2 separate regions of the Capsicum annuum genome follow, and region 2 is linked to region 1. Evidence: chromatin contacts called from public Hi-C data. All regions are on one chromosome and are shown on one strand. The core of a region is the stretch at or near the end of the contact, and the rest is flanking DNA. Distances in the headings are between cores, read along the strand shown. Region 1 holds the start of LOC107862333 (PLASMODESMATA CALLOSE-BINDING PROTEIN 3). Region 2 holds the start of LOC107862283 (chaperone protein ClpB1).

Evidence for each region. Hi-C and Micro-C count contacts between places; a contact is called where the count stands out from the background.
Region 2: a contact with region 1 is called in a Hi-C map of leaf, with 6 times the contacts expected there. The contact joins the promoter of LOC107862283 here to the promoter of LOC107862333 in region 1. A contact is called at or near these places in 3 of 5 Hi-C or Micro-C datasets (bud and leaf).

What each region holds. Positions count from the first base shown.
Region 1 is chr3:252,620,962-252,627,108 of UCD10Xv1.1, forward strand. It overlaps LOC107862333 (PLASMODESMATA CALLOSE-BINDING PROTEIN 3), which reads left to right and starts at 4,303. Exons shown (of 4, transcript XM_016707869.2): 1 at 4,303-4,691; 2 at 5,269-5,505; 3 at 5,676-5,709. The coding sequence starts at 4,640. LOC107862334 (flavonoid 3'-monooxygenase) reads left to right here. Exons shown (of 3, transcript XM_016707872.2): 3 at 1,503-2,435. The coding sequence ends at 2,144.
Region 2 is chr3:253,613,599-253,620,189 of UCD10Xv1.1, forward strand. LOC107862283 (chaperone protein ClpB1) reads right to left here and starts at 5,112. Exons shown (of 7, transcript XM_016707799.2): 1 at 4,973-5,112; 2 at 3,610-4,791; 3 at 3,346-3,527; 4 at 2,637-3,259; 5 at 2,251-2,530; 6 at 1,940-2,137; 7 at 1,495-1,856. The coding sequence starts at 4,765. The coding sequence ends at 1,641. It overlaps LOC107862281 (chaperone protein ClpB1), which reads right to left. Exons shown (of 7, transcript XM_016707798.2): 4 at 6,447-6,591; 5 at 6,064-6,343; 6 at 5,769-5,966; 7 at 5,172-5,684. The coding sequence ends at 5,385. It also overlaps the pseudogene LOC107864805.

The DNA.
Region 1 (6,147 bases), core at 3,053-5,552:
TTGTCATAAAAAAGAAATATAATAGTTTTATTACCTACAAAAAAATATATAGAAGAACAATTAAACTTACTAAAATTTAGTGAAAATTTATGCGAATAAACTTTTGCTCGGTTTTAGCATATTAAAAGGGTCATTAACCTTTTATTGAGTCGACTGACTTAGACCTGCCTAAATTTAATTCAACCCTCGAATGTCTACGTTAGGTAGTACTGAATACTCCTTTTTGTTCTATTTTATTCGTCCCAATTTGGTATTACATATTGATTAAGAAAAATAATTAATAATATGACTATTTTATCGTAGTATTCCTATAAATGATGTTTACATTTTAATTTGAAGATAAAATAACTAATATTAAGGGCAAAAAAGAAAATAAAAATTGTTTTGTCTTGATTAGTGAAAAATGACAAGTAAAATGAGAAATCAAATTAAAAAAATTGAAACATATAAAATTGGGCGGAGGGAGTATTAAATACAAATCTTTTCATGATGTAAAAGATAATAGTATCACATCAGAATTTGGAAAATACGTAATTTTAAAAGCATTCCACCATCTCGTCCCCAGAAATAAATTTTAGTTTGCCTTGGGTAATTTTGCCCGGGCTAGCCAAAGGGTCGAACCATTAAGGAGTCTTTTGGTTAGACATGTAATTATATTGAGATTAATTATATTGGGATAAGTTATAATATGATAAATTATATAGAAATTATTTATTTTTGTACCTTACACCAAACGGCCGCTAAGGGATTTAGGTTCCCAAACTTTAGGGACGTAAGGCTGCTTATAGAACACTTTATGACAGGATGTTTTTTTATTACGAGGTTGAATCCAGAATCTCTAGTTAAGAAATGATGAGATTCAATTTTTACATACAGTTGATTTATAGGTTAATTTTTTATTTAAAAAATATTGAACATAAAAGATAAAGTCTTTCATTAAAGTTGGCTTGAGTCTACCAATCTATTTAACTGCCCTTAATTTTGTCCTATCCTTCCCTATTAAAATAAAGAGAACAAGGGGTTGTTGAAATGAATTGTGCTGACAGCCACCCCCAACCTTAAAATTTTGTTGTACGTATTTGTTGATGAAGACATGATGAAGACAAGTTCATAATTATGAATTGCGTGACTTTGAAAAGGAACTACTATGTTTAATAGTCGAACTGGTACTTGTGGTTGCGATTGAGATAGCTCAGGAATACTTCGTACCACCAGCATTTAATAGGATTTTCAACATAGATTTTTTAGTTGAAAAAAAAAAAAATGATATTTGAAGGTTGAAATTGTGTATGAATTTATACATTTCATTTGAAAAAAAATTGACGTTCTGTGAGTGAAATTTTTTCACTTCGATTACTTCTTCAATATGAAAAATTCATCTCAAAAGATAACACAAAAAATTATTGCAATGCATAATCAAAGAATGTTTTTAAAACAATGCGAAGAAAAAAAAAAAAGTCATATTCAGATGGGTCCTTAATATTTTTTGTGAATTACTGCAGAACTTGTTTGTAGCTGGCACAGATACTTCATCTAGCACTGTGGAATGGGCCATTGCAGAGCTTATTCGCAATCCAAGAATAATGGCCCAAGCCCAACAGGAGATCGACAAAGAGGTTGGAAGGAACCGGCTCGTCACGGAATCTGACCTGACCCAATTGCCTTATTTGGAAGCAATAGTCAAGGAAACCTTTAGGCTTCATCCATCAACTCCTCTCTCTCTACCTAGAATTGCATCCGAGAGCTGTGAGATCAATGGCTATTTCATTCCAAAAGGCTCGACACTTCTTGTCAACGTTTGGGCCATTGCTCGTGATCCAAATGAATGGTCTGACCCGTTGGAGTTTAGGCCTGAGAGATTCTTGCCGGGAGGCGAGAAGCCCAAAGTTGATGTGAAAGGAAATGACTTTGAAGTAATTCCATTTGGCGCTGGACGAAGAATATGTGCTGGAATAAGTTTGGGTATACGCATGGTCCAGTTGATGACTGCAACTTTGGTCCATTCGTTTAACTGGGCTTTGCCGAGTGGACAATTGCCAGAGAAGCTAAACATGGAGGAAGCATATGGGCTGACATTACAACGGGCTGATCCATTGGTGGTGAACCCAAGCCCGAGGTTAGAAGCCCAAGTATATGTAGGGTGAACAGCCCAATTAGCAGATGACATGTTGGCTGAATGTAAAATTAGTTTGTATTGAAAGATCAATGGTTGTCAGTAAGAATATGGTGTTGTGTCTTTTTTCTTGCTATGGTCAATAATGAATTTTGCGACCTGAAATCCTTTCTTGCATTGTAATATGGTGAATTTAGTACTTGTCACTGTACTTACAATAACAACAATATGTGTAATCGCACAAATGAAATCATTGTATTTGCTCATACAAATTGAGTATTGTCTTTGGTAGTGGTATGTAAAAAGGTTTCATTAAAGTCAATTCAGCTTTTGTATTACTCTATTTTCCCAAACGAATATGTAATTGACCACAGCTAATATGGGATTAAAACGTAGTCCCGATATTTGTCCAGCCAAGTTTTGGCACGTTACTGTAAATGTTGATTGTGATATCAATGTGGCCGAGTGTTTTGGCTGAACTCATTAGCTTTGGTCCAAATTTTATATTTATCTTAAATTTTCATTGAATATGTAAAAACTATAAAATTTATAACACAATGATTTAAGACTATTAGAATTCTCAACTCATAAGCTTCAAATTCTGACTTCACGTCAGTAATCCCGTGGACGGCACGAGAGAGGACTTCAACTAACGATATATTGCACTGGTCTAGGGGAGAACAATGAAACTGCAGTAGTGTATCTCTTGAATTTCTATCAATAAGGACCTCCTCTTGTATCCAAAATCCGAATACATAATTTGCAACACCAAAAGTTCTATCATTGGAAAACAATATACTCCTAGTCTACAAATTAAATACCCATTCTTTCGAAAAAATTTATTATGGGCCTCACATATCATGTAATTGTTGTGTGAGGCATCTATTTTTTGACAAGTGGAATTTTTGGGTCCCACCTGAACAATTTTCTTCATATTCTTTTACCTCTTCTTCATATTCTTTTACCTTTTCAATGTGATTTATTTTTTTGGCAATTTTTTTATTTTGCTCTTTTCGTTTGGATTATTTACTGTTTTCTTTGTTTTTCTTTCTTTACATTTTATTTTTAATTCTTTTCGTGGTCCTGACGCTAAATAGTTTGAAAATTTTTTTTCCCCCTAATTCTTATTTGCAGATTTTTTTAATCAAATCAAATTTAAAAGTATATTTTTTATTTTAATTTATTGTTGTTACTATATTTTAAGTCTATTTTTTTTTTAAAATGCCTCTTTCATTTTTCAAAAATATTTTAATTTCAACTTTTCACATGACATATTTTTACGAAAATTAAAAAATCTTTTAAAAATATTCCACATATTTCAATTTAAGATCAATTAAAAGATATTTTAATTTATTTTTTATTGTCTATTAATATTAATGACGGGACAATTCTAAAGTTGTAAGAAAAAAAATTAATATTTCAGTTTATTTAGTATTCAACCTATCTAAATTCGATCTAATTTTGCTATACAAGAGATTTCCTTAATAATAAAAACATATAGGATGATTTTTTATTTTTAAATATTAGAGACTCCTTTAATAATATTGAATCATAACAAATAATATCATATAAACTCAGGAAGAATAGATTTACCACTTATGAAATTCAATTTTAAATTTTTAATATCCAAATTTTCCTGCACCTACTGAAAAAAAGACATAATAAAAATTAGAAATTGTTATCATGGTGAGTGATCAAAGAACTTAATTCTTTTACAAGTATGTGAAATAAGAAATAAGAGAAAATAAAAAAGAAGTTTATTTACTATCGTAATATGGGAAAAATAATTTTAAAAAATGGATAAAAAAGAAAAATTAAAGAAAATAGTACATGCAAATTAACCCCAAAAGAGGGAAAGCAAAGAATTATTTGTCCCCCCAAAAAGTTATTTCACTTTATAAATTGAATTTATTTTCAATTTATGTGAGAGAATGAGATGAAAAAAACTTACTTTCACTTTCCAAATATAATTTTAAATATTATTTGTAATTATTAGGGTCAAACAGTACTATTTTTACTAAAGTGAAATAATTTATTTTAAAATTTATCATGATCAAACATGAGAAAAAAATAAAGCCTTGAAAAGACAAGAATTCAAGGAAATAAAAGAGGAAAAGAGAGTGCTACAGTGGATCCCACAAAAACACTTGTCACACATATAAGGTGCCCTCACACAACTTATGTTGGTTGGACCTCAACCAGGATAAAATTTTCCCATTCTTCCTTACAAGTTGCTACATTGGGAAAAAAAAAAAAAAAAAAAGGTGGTTGAGGCTCAATGCACTATAGCCTCAATTTTATTTTTTTTGGAAAAAAAGGTAAGGCCACCAAGTGGGGTCACAGCTCTAAATCCTCATCACTGTATCACCTTTGTTGTATTTTTGTGTATGAAAAATCCAGTCACTTTGCCCAACACAGAGCACTCCTCAGTCCTCACCCTTTTCACACTCACAAATAACCAACATTAGTGTGTTTTATCTTCTGCACCTTTCTTCATCCCCAGCCTCTGTTTATCCTCATCTTATCATGTCTGCTTTTGTATTTGCACTCCTCCTTTTGGCCATGGCCGGCCACTCAAGTAAGTTCCTTTATTTTTCCTTGTCTTAAATTCAACGGTGGATCCACACGAGAATTCAATAGCTTTTGTTCGGACTACTCCGTACTATTTTTGAATATCTAGTAGTATATATTGACTGTGAATGTGGTTATTATTGTGTACATTAACTTGAGCTGTCATATGAACTCATAAACTTTGAACTCTGGATCAGTCTCTACCCTGTTATTGTCTGCCTTTAGACACTGATATCCACCTTTTTGTTCTTTCTATATTTGCAAAATTATCTCTGTTTTCGAGCTGCAACTTCATTTTTCTTACCTTCTCATTTAAAAACAAGACCTTGTAATAATTAAGTTGCCGTTTGTCCATGAATATTGTTTTACTGTTTCCTCGGAGCATATCTTTGGAAATTAAAATTTAAGTTGATCTGAAATTTGGAAAATACCAAAATGTTGTTTTAAATTCAAGTCATTCACAAAATTTTTAAAGTGACTAAACACAACTCTAATTTTCAAATATCATTTTTCACGGACAAATGGGCTACAAGTATATGGTCACCAAATTTTGCTCTTCATTGATATTTCTGTGTGAATGGTAGATGCTGCATGGTGCGCTTGCAAAGGATTGAGTGATTCAGTGTTGCAAAAGACACTGGACTATGCTTGTGGAGCCGGGGCGGATTGCAACCCGATCCATCAAAACGGACCTTGTTTTAACCCGAATAGCGTAAGAGCTCACTGCAATTTTGCTGTAAACAGCTATTTCCAGAAGAAGGGCCAAGCTGCCGGGTCATGTGATTTTTCTGGCACCGCCACTGTTACCGCAACTGACCCCAGTAAGCAAGCAAAAATCAGTCAAGTTATTTCACCATACACTCTGTATGTAGGACCTCTAGTACATAAGTGTAGTAAGGAGTAGTATTATTTTTGAGATAATTATTTTGGTGGTGACTGGTTATAAATGTTGCTCATGCATCTTCTTTTTTTTGGGATCCTACTACTACAGGCCCAGCTGGCTGTGTTTATCCTGCTACTGCAAGGTACTGAATCTTCACTTTACAGGTCCTCCATAACTTTCCTAATAAAATTTTACACTATTAGATGAATCTATTTAAACTGTAATTACATCTTGAAAATATAATATAGGGTATTATATATATGTAGTAGTGGAGCAAGGTTATGGGTAACTAGAGTTCAAAATATGAAAAGGTTAACATTTTCGCCCTTGATATAACTTGGTACATGTTGATATGTACTAGTGGAAGATCTCTTCATTGTTAATTTAGATAGGTGAAAAATTCTTATTCTGATTGCGGACATTAATTAGTGTTGTAAATAGTTAAATCATTTACATATTCAAGGCGTCCATGCACGAAATTTAACAACTCAGAGGGGTAGAGTTTGTCGAAAATAATGTATCTATCTTCAGCAGCAGATAGGAATAAGACTGAGTACACTATCCTCGCTAGATTTCCCTG
Region 2 (6,591 bases), core at 3,862-6,361, 990 kb after region 1:
ATAAAGAAACAACAAACACAATTAATTTGTGAACATAAACATTCACTTTTTGAAGATGTAGAATTGATCTTCCCTACAAGGGGTTAAAACAACGATTTAGTCATATGTTCATCTTTGATCAAGTGATTCGATCCTTTTTTTTTTTGTTTCCTATTTAGTTTTCGGTATCCGTAATGAAGCCCCAAATAATTCAGATCTGCACAATCCATTTTAGAGATACGTTTCCAACAGAATTTTCTTTCATTTCATCATCTTCGTCATCTACCCAGTAACTTGTAAGTTACAGCTTTCCGGCCAAATCCAGCATCTATGTACACAGTATAATTAGACTTGTTACGAAATCAATAACCCAATAATAAATAAAATCGAAGCTGTTAAACCGATAACATTTTTTTCAGCTCGAATTATTGTGTTCAACTCCAATTTGAACAGCCTAATCACGACAACTAACAACAGTACTTTTGAAGTATTTTTATATGCATGTTTACATCTAATATTTAAATATCTATAAAGGATGCTTTAAATGTTCCTCCCCAACCAACAACAAATTGGCCTTCTTCGTTTTCGCCAATTCAGTGCTTTATTTGTGGAGTCGATCAAAAGGATTTCCCCTAGCTGGTTGATATCAGTTACTGAATCACTAATGGCTGAAGGAAGTAAAAAAGTCTGAGAGTCTCTCAAAGCTCGCTTGAGAAATGGGGAAACTCTCTACGGCATTTTCCTCCTCAGTTTCTCTCCAACCTTGGCCGAGATCGCAGGACTAGCCGGTTACGACTTTGCTGTAGTGGATATGGAACACGGTTATGGCGGTATCTCCGATGCACTCCCTTGTCTTCGGGCCGAAAACTCTTTCTACTTGGGCTAAAAAAGCACTTGATCTTGGCCCGCAAGGCATCATGTTTCCAATGATTGATGGCCCGAATGCAGCCCGAAATGCTGTTTCTTATTGTCGTTACCCGCCAAATGGCGTGCGTGGATGCGCTCATTCGGTTATTCGGGCTTCGGGCTACGGGATCGATCAAGGATATATATTAGTAATTACGAGGATGACTTGTTGATCATGTGTCAAGTGGAATGTGTAGACGGGGTGAAGAATATTGAGGACATTGCGGCAGTTGAAAGAGTTGATTGTATTCAAATGGGTCCATTGGATTTGAGTAGTGTGAGTTTAGGGTACTTACGCGATCCGGGGAATGAGAAGGTGATGGAGGTGACGAATGCAGCTGAGAAGAGCACGTTGAAGATGAAACCAGTTGATGGTGGGGCGTATTTATCTGGAGTTGCAATGCCTCATGATAGTCGTGAGAATTTGGTATCAAGAGGGTACCATATGGTTTTAGGAGCAATTGATATTGCGATGTTTAGAAAAGCGGCCGTGGAGGATGTCAACAAGTTTAAGATGAGTTTCGTTAAAGGATCTGATGATGATGATGATAACGATCAAAAAGATGGTGAAGATCTTTTGAGCTACTTATGCAATACAGTAAGAAGAAGTTGGATGAATCGAGATAATTCTTCAAACTCAATAATTGCAAGAAGAAAATCCCAGAAATAAAAAGGATTGTTTTTCAGAAAATCTGAGAAATACAACTCTAGGTATTTTCGAATTCATAAAGCAACAAAAACACAATAAAATACATTCACTTGTTGAAGATCAGTACATCTGATTTTTGGCCAGTGGTAGCATTCACAAGCCCTCCATTTTTCATCACCCTGTAAGATAGATCTTTCGCGCCTGGTCTAGCATCTACATATACGGTCGAGTTCTCATCGATTTCCTCCTTCACAAGCATCTTCGATAACTCTGTTACAACTTTTTTCTCCAACCACCTCCTAATAGGCCTTGCACCGTACACCTGAATGTCATTCATAACAAAAGTTAGTACATTGTCTCGTTACCATGAATTATCGAGTTAAAATACAAGATGTTAGCACTTACCGGATCATAACTCTGAGCAAGTATGACATCTAATGCAGCCTCAGTAACGCCCAAGGCAATGCCCCTCTCAGCTAAACGGCCTGCCACATCTTTCAGTTGGTGACGGCAGACTTGCCTCAACTGCTCGTGTGACAACGGATCAAACACAACAATCTCATCAAGCCGATTCAACAACTCTGGCTTAAACTGCTTCCTCACCTGTGACAAAAAGAACATGTGTGAACACACGTTGTTCTAATTAACAATGTAAAAAGAACTGCACAAGCAAACACTCTTGAGAAATGTGCTGCAAATAGGATGTTGCAACATACCTCCTGCATGACCATTTCGCGAGCCTTCTCCATGGTACACTTGCCCATTAATCCTGACAAGAGATACTCCGCTCCCAAATTTGAGGTCATGATGATCACTGTGTTGGTGAAATCAACAGTACGACCTTGACCATCAGTTAATCTTCCATCGTCCAACACTTGAAGCAAGGCATTGAACACGGTGGGATGAGCCTTTTCCACTTCATCAAAAAGCACAACACTGTAAGGGCGCCTCCTTACAGCTTCGGTAAGTTGTCCTCCTTCCTCATGTCCAATATAACTGCAGAAACAGAACAAATTCAGAATTCATTACTCTGAGACATAAAAACTAGTAATTACGAAAGGGCGAGTCATTCTATTATCTTGTAATGTTAAAGGGTCCTTACCCTGGTGGAGCACCGATCAAACGGGCAACAGAATGCGATTCCATATATTCAGACATGTCAATTCTGACCATCAACTTGTCATCATCAAAGAGCTGCTCAGCAAGAGCTTTAGCAAGTTCAGTCTTTCCAACACCAGTTGGCCCCAAGAAAAGGAACGAACCAGTTGGTTGTTGTGGCCTTCCTAATCCAGCTCTAGACCTTAACACGGCCTCGGCAACTGCTCTGACTGCATGATCCTGTCCCACGACTCTTTGGTGCAATCTATTGGCGAGACCAATCAACTTGTCTTTCTCATTCTGACCAAGCCTTGAGACAGGAATACCAGTCCAGCGACTAACTACTTCTGCGATCTGATCAGGTCCAACAGTCTCTGTTAACATTGTAGTCTCGTATGTGCTACTCTCAAGCTTTGTTATTGCAGATTCCACTTCTTGGATTGCACCATATCTAAGATCTGCTGCTCTAGCAAGATCATATCTCCTTTCAGCTTCTTGTAAAGCATACATCAGTTCATCACGCTTTCGCTTAAGCCTGCGAAGCTCATCAATACGTTCCTTCTCTTTCTTATACCTCATCATCAGAGGCTGAAGTTTATCCCTCAAATCATCAATCTCTTTTCTCACCTGAACAGTAATTATGTTATTCATACACATTCCCTACACAGGTTTTAGAATAATAGGTAAAAGCATTTCTGAGATATAACACTTACTTCAACAAGTCGAGCTTTGCTAGCTTTATCTTTTTCCTTTTCAAGAGCATGATGCTCAACTTCTAGTTGAATCCTCTTCCTTTCAAGATTATCAATTTCTTCTGGTTGACTATCAAGTTGAACTCTCACATTTGCACAAGCCTCATCAACTAGATCAATAGCCTTATCTGGTAAATGTCGACCTGAAGCAAAATTCAAAGATTAGTTATCCTTCTATCTAATATATCTACTAATAATAGCGACTATTCAAGAAAAAGTTCATACCTGTAATGTACCGAGACGAAAGCTGGGCTGCAATCACAAGAGCCCTATCTTGAATTTTGACACCATGATGGCCTTCATACTTCTCCTTTAACCCTCGAAGGATACTTATAGTGTCAGGAACACTAGGCTCAGGGACGTATACCTGCTGGAAACGCCTTTCAAATGCAGCGTCCTTCTCCACATACTTCCTGTACTCTTCCAGAGTTGTTGCACCAATAAACCTTAATTGACCCCTAGCAAGCATTGGCTTGAGCAAGTTAGCAGCATCCATTGTTGACCCCTCAGTCCGACCAGCACCTAAAACCAAGTGTATCTCATCAATAAAGAGAATAATTTTCCCTTCTGCATCTTCCACTTCCTTCAGAACAGCCTTCAACCGATCCTCAAATTCACCCCGGTATTTTGTTCCAGCAACTAATGCTCCCATATCCAATGCAATAAGCCTAATATCAGCCAAATTACTTGGTACATCGCCTCGAACAATCCTTTGTGCTAGCCCTTCAACTACTGCTGTTTTACCAACACCAGGCTCTCCAATAAGTACCGGATTGTTCTTTGTTCTCCTCGATAAAATCCGAATCACTCTTCGGATTTCTTCATCCCTACCGATCACAGGATCAAGTTTTCCCGCTTGTTCCACAAGATCACGACCATATGTCTTAAGTGCTTGAAATGTAGTGTCCCCTGTAGCACTTTCCACTTTCTTACCATCTTTTCCTCTAAGTTTCTCAATTTCCGATTTCATTCTTGCTGCACCAAGACCCGCATGATTCAAAAGATCAACAATTTGTGAGTCTTCCAAAAGGCCTAAAATCAACAAATCAATTGCCAAATGGCTATCACCACGTGACTTCTGCAACGATTGTGCTCGTCGTAGCACTTTAGCAAGCGACGTGCTTGCTGGAGCTTGATCAGGTGGAGGTGTCTGAGATGGGATTTTCTTCTTAGCTTGATTGAATACCCTTTCAACTCCATTAGCTGTATCTTCGCTTCCAGCAGCATTAACAATTGCTTGACAGAAAATACCATTGTGATCAGATATTAAAGCTACAGCCATATGCAAAGGTGTTAACTGAGCATGTCCTGCTGACACAGCCAGTTCATGTGCCTCAGCAATAGCCTCATTGGTCTTGTTGGTAAACTTTTCAGGATTCATGATGAATTACACCGTCTTTCAACAAACTGCAACAATAGAACAAACAATGAGAAACCAATTAGTGTTTCAATACATGGGATAATATATTGGAGAGTTAGCTAGCTGCAAGTGACATTTATTTATAGATACAGTATATTTTAATGCAAGTACATGATACATGATAAAATAACTTGGCCACGTTACATTGACTTTACTTCCATATTATACCTTTGTTTTACTAAGTCGCCTCCGAAATAACAAGCTGTTAGCCATTGACTACACACTATAATGGCGCCGAGCATCTTTGTATTCACAAGCCAACTGTATTGAGCTTCTTGGTCGAAGTTTCAGTTGACTATAAAATTTGCCATATTAAAATATTCATTGCAAAAAGGGTGCTTTGACCCTAGCAGGAAGAAAAACCCAATGCAAGAAGAAAAAGATAATATCCAGAGGATCTGAGAAATACAATTCTATTTAAAACATTCTCAAATTCAAAAAGCAACACAACACAATCAACAGGACTTGTGAACCCATATATTCACTTCTTGTAGGTGTAAAACTGGACAACAACCCTTGAGGGGTTAAAACAAAATTAACAAGTCATTATGTTCATCTTTGACGGAGTAATTCAACCTCTTTAATCTGCCATTTCATCATCATCGTCATCTATTTCTTCAATCCTCATTTTCTTCACAGCTTGAGCAGCATCACTTCTCGGCCCATTAGGTAGCTGAATCAGTACATCAGATTTTTGGCCAGTAGCAGCATTGACAAGCCCTCCATTTTTCTCCACCCTGTAAGTTAGATCTTTCCCGCCGGCTCCAGCATCAATGTACACAGTTGAATTCTCATCAATTTCTTCCTTCACAAGCATCTTCGATAACTCTGTTACAACTTTCTTCTCCAACCACCTTCTAATAGGCCTCGCACCATAAACCTGAAAATGATTCGTAACAAAAGTTAGTCCGCCTACTCATCAGAATAGTTTTTAAATTATACAATACCAGACATTAGCACTTACAGGATCATAACTCTGAGCAAGTATGACATCCAACGCTGCCTCAGTAACACCCAGGGCAATACCCCTCTCAGCTAAACGGCCTGCCACATCTTTCAGCTGGTGACGGCAGACTTGCCTCAACTGCTCGTGTGACAAAGGATCAAACACTACAACCTCATCAAGTCGATTCAGCAACTCTGGCTTAAACTGCTTCCTCACCTGTCACAAAACATGTGGAGTGAGAATCTGTTGTTCTAATTAATTAACAATGTAAACAGCGTCAAAAATTTGCAGTAATTAGGACATGCTAACATACCTCCTGCATGACCATTTCGTGAGCCTTCTCCATGGCGCACTGACCCATTAATCCTGACAAGAGATACTCCGCTCCCAAATTTGAGGTCATGATGATCACAGTGTTGGTAAAATCAACGGTACGACCTTGACCATCAGTTAATCTTCCATCGTCCAACACTTGAAGCAAGGTATTAAACACAGTAGGATGAGCTTTTTCCACTTCGTCAAAAAGCACAACACTGTAAGGACGCCTCCTTACCGCTTCGGTAAGTTGTCCTCCTTCCTCATGTCCAACATATCTGCACATATAGAAAATATTCAGCGTTCCAATACATAAAACTAGTAATTATCTATGAAAAGGGTGGCATTCTATTATCCTTAAATGTTAAAAAGGGCCCTTACCCTGGTGGAGCACCGATCAAACGGGCAACAGAATGCTGTTCCATATATTCAGACATGTCAATTCTGACCATTAATTTGTCATCATCAAAGAGCTGCTCAGCAAGAGCTTTAGCAAGTTCAGTCTTTCCAACACCAGTTGGCCCCA